Regions from separate parts of the Gossypium hirsutum genome. Here region 1 is linked to region 2. The links are chromatin contacts, called in public Hi-C maps. All regions are on one chromosome and are shown on one strand. Each heading gives the region's core, a stretch centred on a gene start, on an enhancer-like site or on the middle of the called end of the contact. The rest is flanking DNA. Distances are from core to core; before and after follow the strand shown. Region 1 holds the start of LOC107903543. Region 2 holds the start of LOC107903550.

Evidence for each region. A called contact is a pair of places that touch in the nucleus more often than the background predicts.
Region 1: a Hi-C map of leaf shows a contact between it and region 2, with 2.0 times the contacts expected there. The contact joins the promoter of LOC107903543 here to the promoter of LOC107903550 in region 2. A contact is called at or near these places in 2 of 34 Hi-C or Micro-C datasets (callus and leaf).

What each region holds. Positions count from the first base shown.
Region 1 is chrD05:61,405,191-61,410,893 of Gossypium_hirsutum_v2.1, forward strand. It overlaps LOC107903543, which reads right to left and starts at 2,076. Exons shown (of 9, transcript XR_005913117.1): 1 at 1,332-2,076; 2 at 684-824; 3 at 478-591; 4 at 213-386; 5 at 1-89.
Region 2 is chrD05:61,075,138-61,081,531 of Gossypium_hirsutum_v2.1, forward strand. It overlaps LOC107903550, which reads right to left and starts at 2,181. Exons shown (of 3, transcript XM_016829631.2): 1 at 1,888-2,181; 2 at 347-552; 3 at 1-261. The coding sequence starts at 1,977. LOC121216907 (a long non-coding RNA gene) reads left to right here and starts at 6,277. Exons shown (of 2, transcript XR_005913114.1): 1 at 6,277-6,394.

The sequences.
Region 1 (5,703 bases), core at 826-3,325, 330 kb after region 2:
TCTACGCAGTCCACCCAAAGAAGCCTTTGTTCTACCGGAATAAAACCGTAAGTGATAAGATGAGCAAATGGCCAAAGTTTCCATCCGGCCTACATAATAACCATGCACAAGAACACTATGAGATCTTGATACCACGGGAAAACGAAACAATACCAAATTGTTCAAATATAAAGTGAATGAATGGCATGGAAAGAAGGTTAAGGTTCTCTTACTGTCAACATAGGCAAGAATGTTGCCTTCCATTCGTTAAAAATACTGATCGGAGATTCAAGACGCAGAAATCCCAAAACCACAAAGTAAATGCTGTTCCAAACTGCAGCCCATGCAGTTTGGTCGAAAGCTACTTTCACAGGAACCACCCACCAGTCTTGGAAAGGAAAAAGCTCCTACGGGCAAAAAACGAGTTTCAATACATTAAATAGGACAAAAATTTCAACTCCGAACCTGTTTGTGAGATATATAGTGCGGAATGATTACCTCACAGAATTGGTAATAGTAATGAGACAAGGAACCGTGTAGAGTAAAGCCAACAAGGCCAGATCTGAACATCCGCATACGATCAAACTCAAAGAGAGGTTTACCTTCAAAGCACTGAAAGATTAAAGACAAGAAAAAGTGTAAGGGACAATCTCATGACCGAAAACTAAAGATCGAAAATTATTTCTTCGATGATATAAACTTACTTGCGCGATCCAATCCCCTATAGAATAGACGATTCCACTGATAACCATTTTCGCTAAAACAGGGTTTGTCCTCAAAGCTTCTTCATAAGCACTCCAATTGTGTTGAGGTGCATATCTTACTATCTCATAAATAGTCCATCCCTACGACCCGAAGATGTAAAATTTTCAGTTATTCGTAAGTTGCAGGCCAAATTCATTATGAAATACCAGTGCTATATGCATATGTGGTACATAAGCATGTCAAACACAATAAGATTAAGATCTTCGTTAAAAAATCTCAAGCTACTAAAACATCCAAGAGCAATATATTTTTTTTATACAATACAAATTCAAAGTCACACACCCACACATGCACAAGCTTATAATCGAACTCTGGAATCGAGATGGGCCTACTACTAGAGTTCATCCAAGAGCCCTCAATAATGGCACAAGCATGAAGAGCTAAGCATACATATAGATTACTCACATATTTTTGTATTATTCAGCAATTGAAAGAGCAAAAGGGAATAACAAAAAAGGAGGGGGATTTTACAATAACAATCTGATACCAATAACAATACAAAGATTTTGCAATCAATCATTCAATTTCCTAAGCCAAATCATGCAATTTTCCACAAAATGAAAGTAAAATTGCAGATATAATCTCACCTGCCAATAATTCTGATCAATGGTAAGCAACTTGGTGATGGCATAAGTACCAGCAGCAAGAACAATAGTAGCATTAATAGTTCTATCTATAAGCCTATCCAATTCCTCTTGACTTCCTTGTCCATCACCAAATCCGTTCCCTGAAGGTGAACCTGAAGAAGAAACCCCTTCAAAAGATAACATTCCTTCATTGCTAAACCCACCTACCTGAGTCACCAACTCTCCTCCTGCCGATTCTCTCGGCACCTGACTCACCGCAACACCTTCTTGCATATCTGTAACATCCTCACTTTGAACTGGTATCACGTCAAGCTCCTCGGCTAATGACTTCACCACCACCACCGAGTTTTCCCTTTTGTTTTTCTGTTTGGTTCCCGAGAAAGCAAGGCCCTCGGGCAGTTTTGAGGTGGTTAATGAGGAAGCTGAGAGGTGCCTCGAAATGGGTTTTCGTGGCTTTGTTAAAGAAAGGAGGCTTTGAGGAGATATCGTGGGGTGAAGAGACGCCATGGATCGGACTGAGTGGAGTTGAGTCGACCGAGATATGCCTCGGCAACTTACAAAGACTTCAACAGCCACTTGTGTAATAGTTGTTTCTAGCGTCCCCAACGTTGCAGATGTCGGGAAGAGCCGTTTCTTATATGAGAATAACTTCGTTAGGGGCGATTCAATGCGGTAAGCCTTATGCTTTTATGCAGTGCTCTTGATTCAAGCCCATTGGACGGCGATATTGGGATGGTGTATGATCTCTTTCTTCTTGAAACATGTGAAGGTGTATCTTAACTATGATAGATGTCATACAGGTAATAACTTCATGTGTGATTGGTGGGTGAGATAATTTGAAGATGAGAAAATAAGGTCCACATAATAAAAAAAAAAGGTAGCTAAGATTTAACAAAATAATAAAATAACCATAGTTGACCCAAAACACAAACAAAATGCTTTAAAAAATAATTAATTAAATATAGTCTCATGTTTTTCGCATGTTCTAGTAAATAGATAAATATAAAATATTTATAAAAAAGTAAAATTATATGGTACGCAAATAACATTTAGTTGAGTTTTTAGTGATTAAGGGATGTTCACCTCGGGATTTGAATTTCTTTTCTTTTATAGCATGTATGATGCCAATATATCTCTATCTTGTATGTAAGTAATGACCCTTTAATTTGATCATTTATAGGTATAAATCATTAACTATTTGTTACCCTTTAAAGTCTCTAAAATATTGTATATATTAATTTACAAATCACTACCGACTCATAAATGTAAAAACCAATCATACATCAAAAATAGTTAAGTGTGGGGTGTCTATGAAGTTGCAATTGGTCAAAAATGAAGATTGGAAAGCAAGATCATCAGTTGTGGGACCATTGAAATTAAAAGATAGAAATGGTCTGGAAAGAAATGTGTCATTGTTGATGAATCACTTGTTTGTAGATAAATATGAGAGTTCCAAATTTTGATAACCATTCAAAAATTTCAAAGTTTTTTTAAGATATTCTTTTGTTTGTACAATGGGGCAGATTTTTTTATTTTTTATTTTGAAGTTTCTCTCTGAAATTTGTGGCCAATAACTACACACATCCATATATGATAGACGGATTTGCCTCTTTCTTTGCTTGGGCACAAAACCAGTCAAGTATTTAATGGTACCTAGATTTTTAGGCATTTAACACAAACCATCTCTTTATATTTTATAATGGTACCTAGATTTTCAGGAATTTAGTCTTCTTTTTTTAATTTAAAAATTCATATCTAATTTTTAACGCTATAAAATTATTCTATTAAATTTACTAGTATGACATTTTGAAACTTAAAGAAAATACTCACTTGGTAGTCATGTAATAAAAAAATATAATGGACTTGAATTTAACAAATGATTTTAATAATGTTTACAACTCTTAAAAGTTGTATCAACATTTTAATCAAATAAAATATTTGGACTAATCAATGGCATTATAAAAGTTGAGGTACCAAATTATATATTGTTGATATAGTGATACAACAAGGAGGATGTATGAAAGAGAGAGTGGTGGTTGTCACAGAGGTTGGTTCACCCAATCGAGGCAGAGAGCTGGAGGTTATAAAAGTGAAGGCAAGTTGGCAAAATGTAGGCTTGATATCCTTGGAGAGTCAACCCCTTCTTCATCATTCTGGAGGTATTTATAGGCAGCGTCTTATGTAAGGTGGTGTTAATAGGTTGCACTTGACATCTAACCATCATAACAGAATGCGTGGGACGGATGTATTCGATAGGACAAGGATGTCTATGATGGGACAAATAATGTCATTCATTTTGACTTGATGATATAGAGCAATTGGGCCCATGTGGTATTTGGTAAACAACGACATCATGTTTCTTATACGAGCTCGAGGGCTTGGGTGTTGGATGGAGTTTGCTTGTCCGGGTGGTCATGCCAAAAAATGGGTTTTCCTGGTTTGTTGTTAGCTAGTTTGCTATTCTGGTGGCCTCCCGACTTGCCACATGTCCTCATACAGATAGGGGTATAACAATATTCCCTCTATTCAATTCGAGAGAGAGGTTATAAAGTGGCTCTCCTCAAGACACCTTGTTCGATTGTCTCTACGTATTCAACTATTTTTCAGCAGATGAGGGCCTTGTTTGACAATGAAACGTTGTGACAAAAACTTTTGAGATTTTGTCATAGGTGTTTTTAGAGGATTGTGTTTTTGAGGAATTACGGTAATGATGATCAACATCTTTTTCAAATAGGTGGTAAGTCATCATTGGGCATCATTTGTTTTTCAAAACGATGTGTTTTGGGAGATAGGTTTATATATTATTTAGGTTTCCTTCTTCAGAGTTACTATTGTTCTTTTAGTTTTGAAATTTCTGCAACTATTCTTGTGAGTTTCTGGTTTTGGTTGGTTTTTACAGTGATTTCTACTTTCAAGTGTCTTTATTTTGATTCATCTTGCAGTTTTTCTTTTTGTTATCAGTGGAGTTATCTTTGGCATTTTTGGAAATATAAACTACCGTCCAAACCAATACTATAATCGACAATTTGACCATTTTCAACCATTTTCCATTTAACCAACAAATTTGAATCATCAAACTGCAACTCCCGAATTTTCTTTAGAAACTAGGGCTTAGCCCTTAACTCGGTTAAAATAGAACCATCACGCTCCAACCTAAGTTGAACATTCTTCAACTGAAGAGCAAAAAAGGGATTTCTGGCTCAAAGCATCGACAACAACGTTTGCTTTACCCGAATAATAGTCTATCACCAGATCATAGTCTTTTAGTAACTCAAGCCACCTACGTTGATGTAGATTTAAATCCTTTTGAGTTATCAAATATTTCGGACTTTTGTGATCGGTATAAACATGACATTTCTCACCATACAAATAGTGTCGCCAAATTTTTAATGCAAATACAACTACATCTAACTCAAGGTTATGTGTCAAGTACTTCTCTTCATGAGTTTTAAGCTGTCGATAATCATATGCGATAACCTTACCTTCCTGCATCAAAACATATCTCAAACCATCCAAGGAAGCATTACTGTAAATAACAATTTCTTTCCCAGATTCAGGTTGTGTCAACACTGATGCCTTTGTCAACATAATCTTTAACTGATCAAAACTTTGCTGACATTTGTTATAACATCTTCCTGTAACAATTTTGTCATAGGTAAAGCTATTACTGAAAAGTTCTTAACAAACCGTTGATAATATTCGGCTATTCCCAAAAAACTACGTACCTCAAAAATGTTTCTCAAAGGTTTCCAGTTTAAAATAACAGACATTTTACTCAAACCAACTCGTATCCCTTCAGTTGAAATCACATGATCGAGAAATTTGACTTCTTTAAGCCAAAACTCGCATTTACTAAACTTGGCATAAAGTTGTTTTTCACGCAAGGCCTGTAATACGATTCTCAAATGCTGGGTATGCTCAAATTCATTTCTAGAGTAAATCAGAATGTCATTAGTAAAAACAACAACGAACCTGTCGAGATGAGGCTGAAAAACTCGATAAATTAAATCTATAAATGTTGTCGTGGCATTCGTCAATCCAAATGGCATGACTAGAAACTCACAATGTTCATAACGAGTTCTAAACGTTGTTTTTGGTACATCGACATCTTTAACTCGCAACTGATAGTAACCAGATTTGATATCAATCTTCAAAAACACCGTGGCACCTTTCAACTAATCAAATAAGTCATCAATACGAGGCAACAAATATTTATTCATTATTGTGACTTTGTTCAATTGTTGATAATCTATACACAATCTCATCGACCTATCTTTTTTTTTACAAACAGAATAGATGCACCCTAAGGTGATATACTTGGTCGAACAAAATCTCTGTCAATTAATTCTTCAAATTGAACTTTTAATTCTTT
Region 2 (6,394 bases), core at 931-3,430:
TAGGCTCCCATGCCGACACCGGCCTCTCCGCCGCCACCGTATGGCCGGAAGCTGTTTTCCCTAGCATTTGAGTAGCAAATATAGTAGAACTTATTGACAATAGCAGTCAAGAAAATGAAGGCAGCCCCTGCACCAAACACTCCCTTCCTCAAAGTTTCACAAGACGGTGGCTGCTCGCTGAAGATGGTCCGGTATTTTGTGTGGTATGCATTCCGTACTGATCCGGCCAACAAACATATCTCGGCTATTAGGAAAAATAGCCTGCCATACACATGCAATTCAAAGAATGAGTGAAACCATTCAAATATGTAAAAACCATAAATTTGACCTAAAGTTGGTTACATACCAGCAAACAATGAAAAGGATGACTGCCCAAGCCCTTGAACCACTAGGGTTCAAAGCCTTTCCACAGCAAAAGCATCGGCTGGCAACCATTATAAGGACTTGGCTAGCCATGAGGAACAAAAATGCACCAACACCATAGCCAGTTGCTATGTCTGAGTTATACACACAATAGTTGTATTGAATTTCATTATCCTGCACAATCTTGGCCTGCCATTAAACATATACCCAATGTTAGCTGCTTTGAGTTGAAGCGGAATAAAAAATCCTTCTCAATAATCATGTTGGATATATACCTTTGATCCCGATAAAATTATCATGGAGACCCTTATATTATGAATCAGATTGCATTTTATCTCCTCTACTCAGAAAATAAACAGATTAATTCCTATACGTTAGATTAAGGAGCAAATAGGTCTTTCATGTTGAAATTTTTATCCATTTTAATTGTTAACAACTAACATAGCAAACGTCACATGTACCTCATGCTGACGTGCAAAGACTAGTTTTTAACGGTAGAAATGGATGGAAACTTTAACAGAAAAACCAATTTACTCTTTGATCTAATGCACAAGTGCTAACTTGCCCATTTTTTAAGTAACAATCTGACTCATAATACAAGAGCCTTCAAGATACTTTTACCCTTTGATTATATATTAGAATACTAGAACGTGTTAGAAGATCAGCTATCATACTTTATATTAAAGTATCATATATGGTACAATAAACAAAAAGCAATATCTTGAAGCTTGGTTGTCAATAATTTAGTCAACATCACCGATTAGATCATAAAATATTGTTTCAAAAGATGAAACAGATTGGCTTCTAAATCTAGCAAAGACTAGTTCTTCCATTAGACCCTGGGGTGAAAAGCCAGTGTGATGGGGTAAATTTATAAAAGTTTGGGGTTCAAAGCTAAAGAATTTATAAAAGCTCTGTATTAAAATGGCTTAATTGATTTTTTAACTTCTTGAGAGGAGCAAAAATGTAAATTTTGAATCTAACAAAGGGATTAAATTGAATCAATAACATTTTGGAGCGGCTAAAGTTAAAGTTGAACAATTTAACCAAGGGGACCAGGCACCTTTTTTAAGTTAGTGAAAGAGGATCAAAACCATAAACTCAGATCTATTATTTTTATAGAAATTCAGCTGAGATCTGGTGAAGTTCATACACAATTCAGAATTATAAAATGATGGAATCAATTTCCGTTACTATTTGATTAGAAAGAGAATACATATATATGTATGTGCATGTGTATATATACAGGCACACAAAAGATCAAGCTTGAATACTGTGTTTCTTTTCTTTCCCTACATCGATGGAAGCTCCAAATATCAGAAAATTCTTACATGAAACAAAAAGCGCAGAAAGCTAAAATCAACATTTACCGCTTTTTTTCAAACAAAAGAACTCACTTTCTTTTATTTTCCTTAGTTTTCCAGAAAAAAAAGGTTGCAAACTTTCAGTATACCCAGAAATCGTATGAACTAATTGTAAACCAAAACAATAAAAGAAAGTGAAGGGGAAAGTTAGCAGACTTACAGTGCTTCTTCTTTGCTCAGCTGCAACAGCTAAACCAAAAGCAATGAGATCAAGAACAAATACAGCAATCAAAAGAAGCTTAGAAGCCATGGATGAATATATGGAAAGCTAAGTTCAAGAACCCCAAACAAAGGCTTCTTCTATTTTTCTCTTTGCTTTGTTCTTTCTCTTCCTCAAACTCCCCTTGTAGCTAAATATGCAAAGGCAAATGATTAAATTTGAAGGAAAAATATGTAGTTTTTTCTTTTTAATGTATTTTCAATAAGAAAATGACACATCACCTTAACTTTGAAAATGGGTTTTCACCTCTTTGTCAAAAAAGAAAAAATTTATTTATTTCGATTTTATATATTAATTGTAATTATATTCATAAATGAGAACAAAAATAACTTTAAAATATTTAAAAATTTTGAAAAATTATAATAATAAATTTAGTTCGTAACATTTATATTTTTTTTGTAGTTTGATTCTTATTTTTTTAGTTGAATTAGATTATTAATCATTTAATAAATGTCAAAATATTTTTTAACGAAAATGCTGATTAAAATTTAATTCATTTAACAATGTTGGTATGATAAAATACATGATAATTCACGTGTATTTCATGTTAATATAATATTATGTCTTTTATATATTACATTGATAAATAATTTAAAAATCATAAAAAAATTCAACCAAATAAAGTTTAAAAAATTAACATGAAATAAATATGAATTGCTCGCGATATTTAAAAATTTAATATTTTAATTAATGTTTATGTTAAAAAAATAATTATTCTATTTTTTAATGTTGATGATTAAATTTAATTTTTTTAAATATTAAATATAAAGTTTAATATAAAAAATAAGAAATAAATTAATAAAAAATATTAAAATACTAAATTTATTATTACGTGAATAAAAATAGATTGTAAATTACTGAAGGGATGCTTATTGGGAAAGCAAATGCAGTTGGAAGGGGCATTTTAGGAGGGTTCGAGAAAGGGAATAAATACCCGCTATAATTAACTGCCCTTTTTGGAAGCCCTGGGCGTACAACATTTTACAGCATGCGGTACCAACATCTACAGCTTGTATTGCACGAAACGGAAAGGGTGATTCCATTGTTCATGATAAAGAATTGATACCCACTAAAATAAAAGTACGTTTTGTAATGTCAATTTCCGTTTTTGTTTTCAATTTTAAATTAAATTAGAAAACTTCTTTTCTCATTCCAAATATTTAATGAATTTACGTTTTAATAATTTAATTTTAAAAAGTTACAAAATAATTATTAAACTATTCAAAAAAAATTATTTAAGTCACTAGGCTGTTAAGTTTTTTTTTAAAGTTCACTTAGCAAGCTCCAATCGATTATTCGACTATCAATACAGTGAATCAGTACTCATTGGTGAATAGAATATCATATCTTAAATCTAAGTCGACCTAGTGGTTAGTATCAGAGATCAGATTTAGATTTTGGCTCACAAATTTGTAACATTCAAAACTATTTAATGAAAAAATTTAACTGTAAAAGAGAAGGGGAATTAGAGAGCTTTTGATTTGTGTAAGTAGTGCGAATAGAGAATGTCATATAACAATTTTACAATCCAACGACCTAAATGAAAACTTGTTGAAATTAAATAACCAGAATATAAATTTACTAATAATTTAGTGACTTTTGAGTACAATTTACCCATTTTTATTTTACAAAATATAGAAAGGAGAACACAAATATACTTTAACGTGTTCAAACTTACGTTCTCTTATGCTGACAATAATGTGAATATTAACTAAGTTAAGACCCAATGAATAATAAATTAATATATTTATTTTTTAAAATAAATATTAAAGTTTTATGTATATAAATGAAAATATTTTATGTGTAAATTACATTAAATTTAAATGGATATAAAAAATTAATTAATTAATATTATAGACAGTATTGATTGTATATTTAATATTGTCTTCATCGTAATAAAATGACAAAATTGATGGGGAAGAGAGTGTCGGTGAAGAGAACTAATTGCTTTCACCACGCAAAGGCAACAACTCATAAATCAACCTTTCGTTTGTTGGACACGTGAAAACAAAAATATTTCCCCTTTAAAGTTTTAGATCTACCACGTGACTAAAACGACGACGAATGGAGATTGCGTATCGCTGCCGACGAAATTAAATTTGTCATTAGAAACTACAGAAAAAAGGCTTCCTTTCGTTGGCACTGAATACAGTCTGGATACAGGTAATCATTCTATACCATCTAACCAATAAGCTTTTGCCACGTTGGATCGTTAACATGTGTTAGGCCGCTGAGAAAATGTAATGTCTTGACTTTTGTCAAGAAAAAAAAAGGTCAAGCTCTTTTGTCACCGTGAATTGTTAAACAATTTATTATTTGATTTTTAATTAAGTTATTATTTCATACTATATTACAATTAAATTTTTTAAAAATTAATTTCTAAATTTAGTAATTATTCTCGTATTGAAATTTAATTTTTTTTATTTGTGTTAATTTTTAAACTTAACAATTGTTCCTACATTAAGTCTATTTTTTTGCCTAAATTAATTTATGATATTTCCTTAAAAATTCTTAAGTTTAAGCTTAAATATGGGTTTTTTTTTATAAAAATATTATAAAAAAAATAAAAATTAACCAAAATATTATAATTTTTTTTATTTACCAAAATATTACTTTTTTTTATTATTTACGAAAATATATAAAAAAAATAAAAAAACCTGCAAAAACGTGCCAAAGTGATTGCCGGCACCAATGGTGCCAAAGGACTAAAATTGGGCTAATTGCCTTCTAAGCCCTCCTTATTTATTATTTTCTATTTATTCCCCTTCAACTCATTTTTTTATTTAATAACTCTATTTTAATTTAATAAAATATTCTCATTTAATAACTCTATTTTAATTTAATAAACTATTAAGTAATACTTAATTTTTTAAAATTAAAATAGAGTTATTAAATGAGAGAATTCTAATTAAGTGACCATTTGCAGTTTTAAGGATCTAACATGCAAATTTACCATTTTGAATTTTAAAAGTGAATTGCTGCTGCTGTGCGCACTAAAATTGAAATGTGGCTAATTTCCTTCTAAGCCTTCCGTATTTATTATTTTCTTTTTATTCCACTTCAACTCATTTTTTTATTTAATAACTCTATTTTAATTTAATAAACTATTCTCGTTTAAATTAAAATAGAGTTATTAAATGAGAATAGTTTATTAAATTAAAATAGAGTTATTAAATGAGAATAGTTGATTAAATTAAAATAGAGTTATTACTTAATTAGAATTCTAAGGAGGGCTTAGAAGGGAATTAGCCACATTTCAATTTTAATGCGCATAGCAGCAATTCATTTTCAAAATTCAAAATGGTAAATTTGCATGTCAAGTCCTTGAAACTGTAAATGGTCACTTAATTAGAATTCTCTCATTTAATAACTCTATTTTAATTTAATAAACTTTATTAAATTAAAATAGAGTTATTAAATAAAAAAATGAGTTGAAGGGTAATAAAAAAAATAAATAATGAGGGCTTAGAAGGCAATTAGCCCAATTTTAGTCATTTGGCACCATTGGAGCCGGCAATCACTTTGGCACCATTGGTGCCACCAATCTCTTTGGCACCTTTGGTGCAGCCAATGTGATTGGCCTGATCAGGCCGGTGTCAGCTTTTTGCAGGCTTTTGCAGGTTTTTTTTGTTTTTTTTGTATATTTTCGTAAATAATAAAAAAAGTAATATTTTGGTAAATAAAAAAAGTTATAATATTTTGGTTAATTTTTATTTTTTTATAATATTTTTGCAAAAAACCCTTAAATATGATAACATTTGCCAAGTTTAAAGGTTAATTTGGGAAAAAAAATAGTGCAAGCTCCAAAATATGGTAACAATTATCTAGCTCAGGCTTCAACATGCAAATAATTGCCAAATTCAAATATTAACTTGAATAAAGAAAAATTCAAGCCTCGATATGAAAATAGTTACCAAATATAAACCTCAATTCATCAAAGATTAATAAAATTCAGTTATGGGTAGTATTTGATGGTCAAAACCTAGCCGAAAGGCTTTTAAAAATGAGTAAACTATATCAATTATTTATGAACTTTGTATCAAATTATATTTCAATCACTCAATTTTTAAAACTTATTTAGTAACTATTAGCGTTATCAGATTGTTACATTTGTACCACTCATCTATTATCTCATGTTAAGACGATGACGTGACACGTTAATTTAAAAGACTAACAACCAATTTGGTCCTAAAATATAAACAAAATATTATTATGATATTTTAAAATATATTCTTAATAATTATTATAAAAATAATTTAAAATTATTAAAAATATAAAATGTAATATAATTTTTTAATATTTATATTAAATAAAAATAATTATATTAATATAAAATGAAATAAACCCTCCCCCACAGTCTTCCCCCTGTCGTCCCTCTCCCTTTCCGCCACTGTCTCCCCTTCCCCTCCATCTCCTTCCCAAGAATGAAAAGAGTTAAGGAAATCCC